Linked DNA regions of Sus scrofa: region 1 is linked to region 2. The links are chromatin contacts, called in public HiChIP or PLAC-seq maps. All regions are on one chromosome and are shown on one strand. The core of a region is the stretch at or near the end of the contact, and the rest is flanking DNA. Distances in the headings are between cores, read along the strand shown.

Region 1 (6,165 bases), core at 2,654-5,153, 100 kb before region 2:
CTGTGGTGTAGGTTGCAGACAGGCTCGGATCCCGCGTTGCTGTGGCTCTGGTTTAGGCTGGTGGCTACAGCTCCTATTCGACCCCTAGCCTGGGAACCTCCATATGCCGCGGGAGCAGCCCAAAGAAATAGCAAAAAGAAAAAAAAAAAAAAAAAAAAAAAAAGACCTAGAAGCATACCCAGCATGCTTGAAGAAGCTGGGAGACGGAGGCAGACAACATCCAAAGCCAAAAAGAGGAGTTCCCATCATGGCGCAGTGGAAACAATCCGACTCGCAGCCTTGAGGACGCAGGTTCATCCCTACCGGCTCAGTGGGTTAAGGATCCGGTGTTGCCGTGAGCTGTGGTGTAGGTCGCAGACGCAGCTCGGATCCCGCCTGGCTGTGGCTGTGGTGTAAGCCAGCGGCTACAGCTCTGATTGGACCCCCAGCCTGGGAACCTCCACATGCCCCGGGTGCAGCCCTAAAAAGACAAAAACAAACAAAAAAGAACAAAGACCCAAAAAGAGGCAACAGAGGGAGTGGTCAAGACCATGATGCCTTGGAGTTCCCATTGTGGCGCAGTGGTTAACGAATCCAACTAGGAACCATGAGGTTGTGGGTTCAATCCCTGGCTTTGCTTGGTGGGTAAAGGATCCAGCATAGCCCTGAGCTGTGGTGTGGGTCACAGATGAGGCTTGGATCCCGCGTTGCTGTGCCTGTGACGTAGGCCGGTGGCTACAGCTCCAATTAGACCCCTAGCCTAGGAACCTATGCCGCAGGAGCAGCTCAAGAAAGGCAAAAAGACACCCCCCCAAAAAAAAAAAGACCACGACGCCTAGACCCAATTCCCAGCCCAGGTGTGACTGGGTCAATGTGGGCAGGTAACTTAAGCTCTCAGTGCCTCAATTTCCTCAGCTCTGAAATGGGGATAACTGCAGTTCCCTGGTGGCACAGCAATTTAAGGACCCAGGCTTAGGTCACTGCTGTGGCGTGGGTTGAACCCCTGGCCTGGGAACTTCCATATGCCACAGGCACAGGGAAAAAAACAAAAAAAAAAACACAGATGAACAGATGGAGGGAGGGGAGATGCTCGGATGATGAGAGAGCAAATATAAACTGTCAGATCTGGGCAGTGGCTACATGGGTAGACTTTGTTCAACTTTTCTGTGTGTGCAAAATGTTTACTCCCCCCGACTGTACCAACACACACACTGGCATCCGTCTGGAGGGAAAGTCCTGGGGAGCTGGCAGAGCTTGTCTTCGAGGCGTGGGATGGGGGATAGTTTTTCCTGGTGTGCATTTTCTAACTTCCCATCACAAACACATGTTTTGGACCGAGAAAAAGGTAGTCACCAGAGAAGAGCCCATTCCCACCCAGAGGTTACGCGGTGGAGATGGAGGGCCGGAAAGGTTACTTCTGGGGGTCTGGGACCTGTAAGCTGGAGAGAAGGCTGGCATAGCGGTGACAGGGCACAGACCTCGCTAGAGCCGGCTGGGGCATGCATGCAGCACACAGAGGTGGGTGCTGGTGCTCCACGGGGTGGAAGGGGAACCAGGAGACAGCACAAGAAAGCCAGTCTGGTGTCACTAAAAGGAACTGTCCTACCATGGAACAGGCTGCCTTTTAAGGCAGTGAGCTCCCTGTCACATGAGGTGTGCAAGCAAGATGGGTAGCTGGCAGGAGGGTTAGAGAGGAGATTTCTAGCCCTTTCCAATGAAAGTGCATAGGGCCACAGCCCCTGCATCGCTGCATGACCTTGGATGCCTTTCTGTTTCCCTCTGGGCCTCAGTCTGCCCCCTCTGTTCAGTGGTCTCAGCTAAAACTATCCATGTACTTTTTCTGCAAAGATGGCCAAACCACCGGAGCTCCCCTTGCAGCTCAGTGGGTTAAAAACCAACTAGTAGGAGTTCCCGTCGTGGCGCAGTGGTTAACGAATCCGACTAGGAACCATGAGGTTGCGGGTTCGATCCCTGCCCTTGCTCAGTGGGTTAACGATCCAGCGTTGCCATGAGCTGTGGTGTAGGTCGCAGACATGGCTCGGATCCTGCGTTGCTGTGGCTCTGGCGTAGGCTGGTGGCTACAGCTCCGATTCGACCCCTAGCCTGGGAACCTCCATATGCCGCTGGAGCGGCCCAAGAAAAGGCAAAAAGACAAAAAAAAAAAAAAAAAAAACAAAAACAAAACCAACTAGTAGCCATGAGGATGAGGGTTTGATCCCTGGCCTTGCCCAGTGGGTTAGGATCTGGTGTTGCCTCAAGCTTCAGTGTAGGTTGCAGATGGGCTCCGATTCGACCCCTAGTCTGAGAACTTCCATATGCTGCAGGTACGGCTCTGAAAAGAAAAGAAATAGATGGGGCGGACTCTGGTGGTATCCCATTTACAGTCCTTGAGACTTGGGCCTGATGCTCAGTTGAGATTCAGCAGGGAGAGCCGGGGCTCCAGAGGCAGGCCAGGGGCTCAGGCCGCAGCCCTCAGCCAAGAGGAAAGTCAGAACAAGGGTTGATGTTACTACACCTTGTTATTCCCGTGATGATGGGAATACATCTGAGCTCACCCCAGAGTCCCGAACCCCCTCCTCCCAAAGGGAGGACCTCAGGGAGGGGTCGGAAGTCCTAGCCTCCCTCCCCAGGCTGTCGTGGTCCTGCCCAAGAGGGAGCCTGCTCTGATGAAGTAGGAATGGTGGGGGCCAGGGAGCGCCAAGAGACAGATCAACAAACCAGCACTCATCTGCAGAGGGCGTCATTCACGGCAGGCAGTAGTTAGAGCACAGGCGAAGGTCAAGCAGGCCTGGTCTAAACGCCCTGCTGAGTGACCTTGGGCAAGCGGCTGCACTTCTCTGAGCCTGTGAGGATGTGGCTGAGGATAAAATGAGACTCCACCGGGATGGTGATGAGCTCGTGGCTTTCTTTTATTCTCACACGCACAGTCGCTGGAGGCAGAAACAAACACAGAGCCCCGCAGAGTTCGCCCCCAGATCTGCCCGCCCCTCGGTCCCACCCCTCCAGCCCCGCCTTCCTCTCCCACCGCTTCCTCCCTCCCCTTCACCTCCTCAGGGTCCTCGGCTGCCCCCGTGCGGCCTTTCTCGGTACTGCATCAGCCCGCCCGGGTTACCCAGTCCTTGGCCCCCGCGTCCATTGCAAAGGTGAGGCGCCGCGTCATCCATCTCCTGGCCTCGGGCGGGCAAGCCGTCGTCTCCAAACCCTCAAAGACTTCATCATTCTCGGAGACCAGCCTCAACTCTTACGTATGGCTCCGGATCCTTCTTGCTGCTTTCCAGGCTGCTGGCAGGAGCCGCGGAAGCAGCACTGCACCCTGCTGGCTGGGGCGGCCATGCGGAAGCAGGGAGGTGGGCACAGGATGCACTTGAGAGAGACGATCACCTATGGAACGGGGGCCTCTGGGAGTGGCCAGACACACACACACACAAGCACCCACACGCCCAGGCCGCCAGGTGCACACACACAGGCACACACACCCGAAAGCACCAAGTGCCCATGTGTGCACCTGTCCCTGTCACGCACAGCGCCATCACTGCCCAGTCAGCCCCATTTTCCCTCTGTCCCTCCTGTGCCGTGTTCCCCTCCACCCCTCTCCCGCCCACACCTAAGGAAACCAGTGCTTACTGTAAACTGCAAATACAAATTCCTTTCCACGCCTAAAGCCTCGGATCACCTAGCCCGCCCCTCAGACCTCATCTCCCACCCCCATGCCCTCGCCCATTACTCACTATTTCTCCAGCAAACACATGGCTTCAGGCCCCTCGCGCTTCTGTTTCCTCTTCGGGAAGTGTTCTTCCCCCAGGTCCTCCAGTGCCTGCCTCCTCCCTGTCTTTTAGGCCCAGTTTATTTTATTTTTGTCTTTTTAGGGCCACACCCACAGCATATGGAGGTTCCCAGGCTAGGGGTCGAATTAGAGCTGTAACCACTGGCCTACACCAGAGCCACAGCAACGCTGGATCCTTAACCCACTGAGCAAGGTCGGGGATCAAACCTGCATCCTCATGGACGCTTGTCAGATTCGTCTCTGCTGAGCCATGATGGGAACTCCAAAGGCCCCATTGAAATACCTTCTGGACCACCAGAGCTAAGAGGCCCCTGACCTCCGTTCTCTCCAAGCGTGGTTCCTTCAAAATGTGTATCCTCTTCATTAGAGAAACACACATCAAAACCACGGCGAGATTCCACCTCCCATCCATTAGAATGACTACTTTAAAAAAGGCAGGAAATAAGTGTTGGTGAGGATACAAAGAAATTGGAACACTGGCGCATGATTAGTGGGAATGTCAAAGGGTGCAGCCACCGTAGGAAACGATCGCCCCCCCAAAATTAAAAATAGAATGAATGTATAATCCAACAATTCCACTTCTGGGGATATACACTAAAGAACAGAAAAGCAGGTCTCGAAACGATATTTGTACACCCATGTTCATAGCAGCACGACTCACAAGAGCCAAGAGGTGGAAGCAACCCACGTGTCCATCAACGGATGAATGGAGACATAAAATGTGGTGCACAGACACAGTGCAACATGACTGTCCTTCAAAAGGAAGGGAATTCTGGAGTTCCCGTCTTGGCTCAGCAGAAACAAATCTGACTAGTATCCATAGGAATGCAGGTTCGATCCCTGGGCTCGCTCAGTGGGTTAAGGATCCAGTGTTGCCGTGAGCTGTGGTGTAGGCCACACACATAGCTTAGATCTGGCGTTGATGTGGCTGTTCCCGAGGCCGGCATCTGTAGCTCGATTTGATCCCTAGCCTGGGAACCTCCACATGCCACAGGTGCAGCCCTAAAAAGACAAAAAAAAAAAAAAAAAAAAAAAAAGAAGAAGGGAATTCTGACACATGCTACAGCATGGATGAACCTCAAGGACATCATCCTAGGTGACATAAGCCAGTTACAAGATGACAAATACTGCATGATTCCACTTAAGTGAGCTCTGCAGAGTGGTCAGATTCATAGAGACAAAAAGTAAAATGGTGGTCGTCAGGGGCTGGGGGGTACAGAAGGGGGCGCTATAGTTTAATGGGTACAGAGTTTCAGGTTTGCAAAATGAAAAGAGTTCTGGGAGTTCCCGTTGTGGCTCAGTGGTTAATGAATCCAACTAGGAACCATGAGGTTGCAGGTTTGATCCCTGGCCTTGCTCGGTAGGTTAAGGATCCGGTGTTGCCCTGAGCTGTGGTGTAGGTTGCAGACTCGGCTCGGATCCTGTGTTGCTGTGGCTCTGGTGTAGGCCGGTGGCTACAACTCCGATTAGACCCCTAGCCTAGGAACCTCCATATGAGCGGGAGCGGCCCAAGAAAAGGAAAAAAAAAAAAAAGAAAAGCATTCTGGAGATGACAGCAGGGATGATTGCACAACAATGTGCATGTACTTAATGCTAGTGAACTGTACACTTCAAAATGGTTGAGACAGTGCTTTTGTTAGTTGTCTCTAACCACAATTAAAACTAATAAAATGGACTTTCTGCTGTGGCTCAGTGGCTACGAACCTAACTAGTATCCATGAGGATGTGGGTTTGATCCCTGGCCTCACTCAGTGGGTTAAGGATCCAGCATTGCCATGAGCTGTGGTGTAGGTGGCAGACGAGGCTCGGATCTAGCGCTGCTGGGGCTGTGGCTTCAGCCAGCACCTGCAGCTCAGATTCGAGCCCCAGCCTAGGAACTTCCATATGCTGCAGGTGTGGCCCTAAAAGAAAATTATAGGCCAGTATCTTTGATGAATATAGACACAAAAATTCTCAACAAAATTTTAGCCAGCAGCATGTAAAAAAGATCATACACCACAACCAAGTGGGATTCATCCCAAGTTCACAAGGATGGTTCAACCTACGCAAATCAATCATCATGCACCACATCAACAGAAGAAAAGTCAAAAACCACATGGTCGTCTCAAAAGATGCAGAAAAAGCATCTGACAAAACCCAACATCCATTCATGATAAAAACGCTTACCAAAGGGGGTAGAGAGGGAACACACCTGAACACAATCAAAACCATTTATGACAAACCCACCGCCAATATAATACTCAACAGAGAAAAGCCGAAAGCCTTCCTGCTAACATCTGCAACAAGACAAGGATGCCCACTCTCACCCCTTTTTTCAACACTCCAGTACTGGAAGTCCTAGCACAGCAATCAGACAAACTAAAGAAATACAAGGCATCCAAACTGAAAGAGAAGAGGTAAAA
Region 2 (5,919 bases), core at 951-3,450:
CCATTAAACTCAGCTCTCCAATCTGCAAAACGGTGTATTTCTCAGTGTGAAAAATAGATACACCCCGCTCCAGGGAAGGCAGGCCCCCTCCCCAACAGGCAGCAGGAGCATGGAGGCTCCCCGCGGGCCTCCCTCTAAACCCAGCAGCCTAGTCCTTCCTTGTTCTCGGCCGCTTTGTCCCCATCCTGCAGGCCAGGAGCTAAGTCTGAGTTCTAAGTCCCAGGGTGCTGGTTGCAAGGCAGGAGGGTGGTGACAAGGGGCTTGGACACCGAGAGGACAGAGGAAAGCGGGTGCCAGGATGAGCAGGGAGGGCGAGCAGACAGACTCCTAGGGCGCAGCCCACCAGATGAAAGCAGTCTCATTTCTCCTGAGCCTCTGGCACCCCCAGTCTCCCAAGGACCCGGCCTCCTGAGTTGGGGGAGCAGCTGGCCACTTGGCGCTCCCAGGAAAATCAATTCTCCATGGCTTTCCTTCTCCAGCCTCTCCTCCTCCCGGCTCCTCTGCATCCCTCCCCCACAGACCTCCAACTGGCTCTGCCTGGGCCAGCGACCCCCACACCGCAGGGCAATGGGGGTTAACTCTTCCGAGCCAGAGACGTGGGCCTCCTTGCCGAGAGGGCCAAGCCAGCCTGAGGGATGGGCAAGTGGCTCCCTTCCCGTGCCCACCTTGCAGAATTCAGCTGACTACACGACCCAGGGCTGGGCCGTCTCGGTGGGCGCCTACACAGGGAGGCATCTGGGCGAGTGGGGCCCCAACCGTGCTGCAAGTGGGCGAGTGTGTGCCCGGCTGTGTGGGGTCACTGCTCCCGGCCCAGCTCTATCTGGGTGCGTGCTGGGACCGGAGGGCGACTGCCAGAGCCTGTGACAGCAGACATGCAACTGCCTCCCTGGAGCCGTGTGCGGGCTCCCAAGGGCACAGCACGCCCATGTGTGACTGTGCTTGTCCATCTGCCCATGTGTGTGCCCATGTGTGTGTATGTGTGTGCGTCAGAGGCTGGGGCTGTGTATCCACAGCGAAGGGGACCCAGCCCGGCCTGCGTGTGTCCGCTGTGTGTGCGGGGTCGTGTGGCATGATGTGTGCCAGGGGGCGGTCTGTCCCCAGCCTGTGCCCCCGGGGGTGCCGCGTGGGGCGTGCGTGCGTACGCGCCGCCTGCCAGGCCGCGGGGCCTCGCGGGGCTGCTGGGGATGGGGTGACTCACGTCTCCTGAGCTCATCCCGCCGCCGCCAGCCCGCCCAGCTCACCCGGCTCTGCTGGGCTCAGGGCCGCCAGCGCCGGGCTGGGGGGGGAGGCGCAGGCAGACGCGGCGGGGAGGCCGGCTTGATAAATAACCTGCTGCTTCCCCAGGCCTCTGAGAAAGGGAGGCTGCACCCTGGGGGGGGGGGCGGCCCTGGCCCCCCCAGGCTCTGGCTGTCCTGGCCCCCACGGCCCAGGCTGCGGCTCCGGTTCCTGTTTCATCGAAACCTGAGCTGGGAAAAGCCTATCGGGTCATCTTGCCTGTCCCGCCGGCCGCCAGGCCCAGGCAAGCTGCCCCTCAGGGGACAAGCCCGCAGCCTGGCCGCCCAGCCAGTGGGTGGGTGGGTGGGTGGGTGGGGGGAGGATATTTCTGTCCAGACTAAATGCAGCTCTAGGCCTCTGTCTGCCCCCCCACCAACAGCTGCTCCCAGGGGCCCCCTGGCTCTGCAGGACTGACTAAATATAGCCCCCCCACCCCAGCAAACCCCCCATGGTCACCTCTTCCCACTGACCCCACCCACAGGAGGGTAGGGAGAAGGCTGGGGAGCCCACTGTGTGACCCTGGGCCAGTGTCTCCCCGTCTCTGGGCTCTCAGGTATGAGACATCAAGAATGACTCGGCTCCAGGCCCTGACCTGCCTCACAGGCACCAGAGAGAAGATGAAGGTGACTAAACAGGGGTCTTTGTCCAAGGAGGCAGGTGAGGTCCCCTCCTCCAGAATGACTCCAACCTGTTTCAGCAAAAGAATGGCTGGGGGACCCCCTCCCCAGCACCCCAAGTACTTGTAAGCTCATAAACATGGCCCCCTGCACCCTGCCTGTCCCTTGCCCAGGCTGGGCAATACCAGGCTCCTCCAATCTGCCCCAGCCGGACCCTGGCCAGGAAACAAGTGGTGCCAGGCTTGGGGCGGGGGGAGACGCAGAAGCATGACAGCTGCTATTTCCTGGAGGCCACGGTTGGGCACAACCCGGGTTCCTGCCTGGCTCCACACTCCACCAGCCAGCCTCTCCGTGGCTCTGGCCCTCTGCAGGGCACCCCTTCCCCAGTGTCGGCACCGCCAGCAGCCAGGGTCCCAGCCCCACTCCCCCCACTTCACTGGTGCTGGCGGGGGGGCGGGGGGGGCAGGAAGAAGGTGCCGGATGCACCTTCTGGCCCCGGGCTGGGGAGAATGGTGGTCTCCGCAGGGCTCAACAGGCGGGGGAGGCAGCCCCAGCTCCCCCTCCTGCCTGCTGCCTGCCCACCCGGCTGCTCCCCCAGCCTCACACGCACCAAATTCCCCACATGCCTGTCTGTCTCTGACAGCTCGCGCAAATACTTGGCTGCGCGGGCACCCGCTGTTCTGAGCCCGCTTCGCCTCCTCCCCTGCCTTCCCCGGGGGGCTCTGCAGACGCAGCCAGGGACGGGAGGGGGGCCAGAGCCAAGACGCTTGGTGGGCAGCGGGGGGGTGGGGGCGGGAAGCGAAGGCAGGAGGAACCAGTCGCAATGCCAAAGCGTCAGCCTGGCCTGGGGGACCGAGGGAGCCGGGAGGCCGACCCGGGAGGCCACCCGAGCTGGCCCTGGTGGGGTGGCAGCTGCTGACGCCCCCGCTGCCCCCCGGAACCTCCCAGGAGGACCTTCCGGAGGCCTCCCACTCGCCTCGGCCGATGAAACAGCATCTGCCACCCCCGCGGCGGCGGCAGCCCAGGACGGGGCGGAGGGCACCGCCAGGCCCCTGGGGAGGGCTCTGAAATCTGGACTGTGGCCCGGCCCCGAGCGTGGGGGTGCGTCCCGGCCCTCCTGCCGGGTGAGGGGCACACCCACCGGGCTGCCACCCGGGCTGGGGACGTGGCCACTCGGACCGGCTGGGGGGCCTCGTCTGCCCCCGGCTCCCCGCTTTCCTGCTCGCCTCGCCTCCCTCCCAGGAGACCAGTGGAGGAAACGCTTCCTGAGAACAGCTGGGATTTTCCGCTGGACACGGCCTCGCTGGCCGGCTCCTTATCTGCCACCCCCACCCTCATTCCTTCTCCCAGAGTCACCCCTTGGGCCAAATCACACTCCCCGCCCCGAAGCCAAGCACCCCCTCCCCTCCCCACTGGCCTCAGCACCCCCAGTGCCCGGCACACACCCCAGCACAGAGCAGACAATGAATGGATGACCTCATGGCGCGACACTCCCCACTTTGCAGATGGGTATGCCGAGGCCAGCCCCCCATCCAGGCTCTGCCGGAAGGAGACTCTGACTGCAGGGGGCCCTTCTCTATCAATTCCCACTCGCCAGCCACACTTTCTGCCCCAGGAACCCAGGCTCCTGGAGGCACTGGGGTGGCCCCAAGCAGAACTTCTCAGGGCTCTGGGTCCAGACACCCAGCCGGCTGGTCAGGGCCGCTGGCCCCACTCTCCCACAGCGTAACGGTGGCCTCGAGAAGAATCCCAACTGTACTGTCTTTGTGACGCTAGACTGCGGGGTAGAGTCTCCTCTCCCCATTGCACAGATGGGGCTGCTGAGGCCCCCAGGGGAGGGGGGAGCTGCAGGCGGCCGTGAATCAGAGGGGGAGCTGGGAAGCCGCCCGGCCCTGCCGGCTGTCGCTGGAAGCAACAGCCTGCATTTCCTCCTCACACTGGTGCCTCGGGAAGCGTGGGCAGCGGGCGGGCGGGCGGGCACCGCCGGCAGGACCCCTCCTGTGCCTGCGGGCCAGCCGCATCCCCTCGCTGCCTGCCTGGGCCCACGCGGCCCACTCCCCAGGCCAGCTCGCTCTCCGAAGAAGGGCAGACCAGAGGCCGAACTAGGCTTCTTTGTGCCTAAGGTGCTCATGTCACTTGAGGGCACCAGAGGGAAGCCCCTCCCCCCAGGTCCTCAATGTCCCCCAGCATCAAATGAGATAGAAACGGGACCATTCAGGCCTCCTCGCAGCAGTAAAACCCACAGTGGTGTGACTCTAGACTCCCAACACGACAGGAAGCCCTCAGCTCTACGGAGTCTAGGATTCTACGCTCCTGTGACTACAAATGCCAGACTGCCAAGACCAGACACTGCCTGGAAGAAAGGGGGCCCAGCTCACCCAGTTCCCACCCAGCCTGGGGGGGGCAAGTCAGGAAGCAGAGGGGCTGGGTCTCCCATCTGGGTCAACAGGAACAGGACAGGAGGCCTGTGGGCCTGGCATAGGAGCTGGTCTGGTCCTGGAGGCCAGGCCACCATGTCGTGACAGGCACGGCCACCGAGGCTGCAGCTGTCAGGAAGCCCAGCCCTCAGCAGCACAAGAGGGGAGGAAGGCTTTATAAGCCTGCGTCCCCACCCTGCGGCTCAGGGCGAGGACGGGCGTCAGGTCAGGGCCGGTCTCGCTGCTTCTCAGGTTCCAAGCCAAGCTTCACGCTTCATCTTCCTGCCTCCACCACCCACTGCTTCCCCCTTCCCACCACGACCCCCCTCCCCCGCAGGCTCCCAGGCCAGCCCCCAAGCCCATCTGACAGATGGAAAAACTGAGGTCCAGGGAGGAGACATGGCCGGCCCCAAGGGCTCAGCCTCAGCAGCCGACTGGTCTCTGGTGGCATCTCAGCCCTGCCCCCTCCACCTCACTGCCCAGAATCCTCCACAGGCCTGTCTGAACACTGACACAAGCACATGCCCCATCCTGGTGTCCCCTGAGAGCGCTCATGTCCACAGCTAATGACCTGGTCACTCATTAATTCATTCTTTCATTCACCCGACTGGCCAACCAGCCCATCACTCCACCAAATGCCAGGCCCTGCGCCAGGGGTATGGGGCCTCGAGAAGGAAAGAGAGCAAGGCCTACACTCAGCAGTCCTTTACAGAGGGCCTGCTGCTTGCCAGGCAGCATGGACCACCCCAGCAACAGCAATCTTGGCCATCCGCATGGTGTTCACAGCCAGACAAGGGCTCTGCCAGGACCCGATCCCACTTGTCAGTGGCAAGTCACAAGCTCTCCAGCCTCGGTTTTCTCATCTGTATATGGGGATGCTAAGAGCCCTCAAATCAGGGAGGATTAAAAAAAGCAAAGGCTAGCAAGCTGTTCACTCAGTGCCTTAGGATGAGTTAGCTGTTGTCATTACCGTTGTTACAACACATTACAATAGTAATAACTGGGGGACAGCAATTGATTCGAGCAGCAGCTAAAGCTCTTCAAACACTTAGCTGGTGCCAGGCACTGGGGGTACGGGAAGGAATCACCGTCACATCCCAGGGCAAGGCTGGCAAGGAGCAGCTTCAACACTCCCCGAAGCGTCTGATGAGTGAGGGACTCCGTGTCGGGAGGTATGGCCCTGCCTAAAGTAAGGCACACGCCGCGTGTTCACGTGGGCTGCACACGTATGCATGTGCAAGCATTAGCAATGCACGTGAACGTGGCAATGTGGGAAACCTGGGAGGGTCGTGCAAGTACGCGGGAAGCGGGGCAGCAGTACACGGCGTGGCTCAGCCCCCCTACCCCCACCACTCCTGCCCATGATCACAACAGACGGGAGGGGACTGTGGCAGGAGCAAGGGCCAGGCCCGGAAAGCTGCTTTGCATCGTTCTGGCCACCAGATCACAAGCCTAGGCCAGGCCCCTGGGTGGGGGGGTGGGGGCTGCCAGGTGCTGTCCCGCGTGAATCGGGGCACTTGCTGCCTGTCCTGGCAGGGCACACGCGGGTTCCTGCTGGCAGGCGGGGTAAGGCCGCGGAGGTCAGGGGAGGTCACGGGGAAGGGAGGGAT

Evidence for each region. HiChIP or PLAC-seq counts read pairs in DNA pulled down with a chosen protein or histone mark.
Region 1: a contact with region 2 is called in an H3K27ac HiChIP or PLAC-seq map of skeletal muscle. The contact joins the promoter of PSD2 here to the enhancer-like site in region 2. A contact is called at or near these places in 1 of 5 promoter capture datasets (liver), 6 of 47 Hi-C or Micro-C datasets (brain, epiblast stem cells, liver and 3 more) and 1 of 2 datasets of contacts at active chromatin or transcription factors (skeletal muscle).

What each region holds. Positions count from the first base shown.
Region 1 is chr2:141,589,462-141,595,626 of Sscrofa11.1, reverse strand. It overlaps PSD2 (PH and SEC7 domain-containing protein 2), which reads right to left and starts at 3,903. Exons shown (of 19, transcript XM_021084878.1): 1 at 3,026-3,903; 2 at 2,698-2,909.
Region 2 is chr2:141,488,057-141,493,975 of Sscrofa11.1, reverse strand. The region is part of intron 1 of CXXC5 (CXXC-type zinc finger protein 5); the gene reads right to left. Among named protein-coding and RNA genes, the nearest start is that of CXXC5, 10 kb to the right of the region's middle. Within about 2 kb of position 2,200, at least 31 of the 83 cell types and tissues checked have an H3K27ac peak or open chromatin away from gene starts, as enhancers often do. A contact at or near this core is called in retroperitoneal adipose tissue, skeletal muscle and subcutaneous adipose tissue, where this site is marked.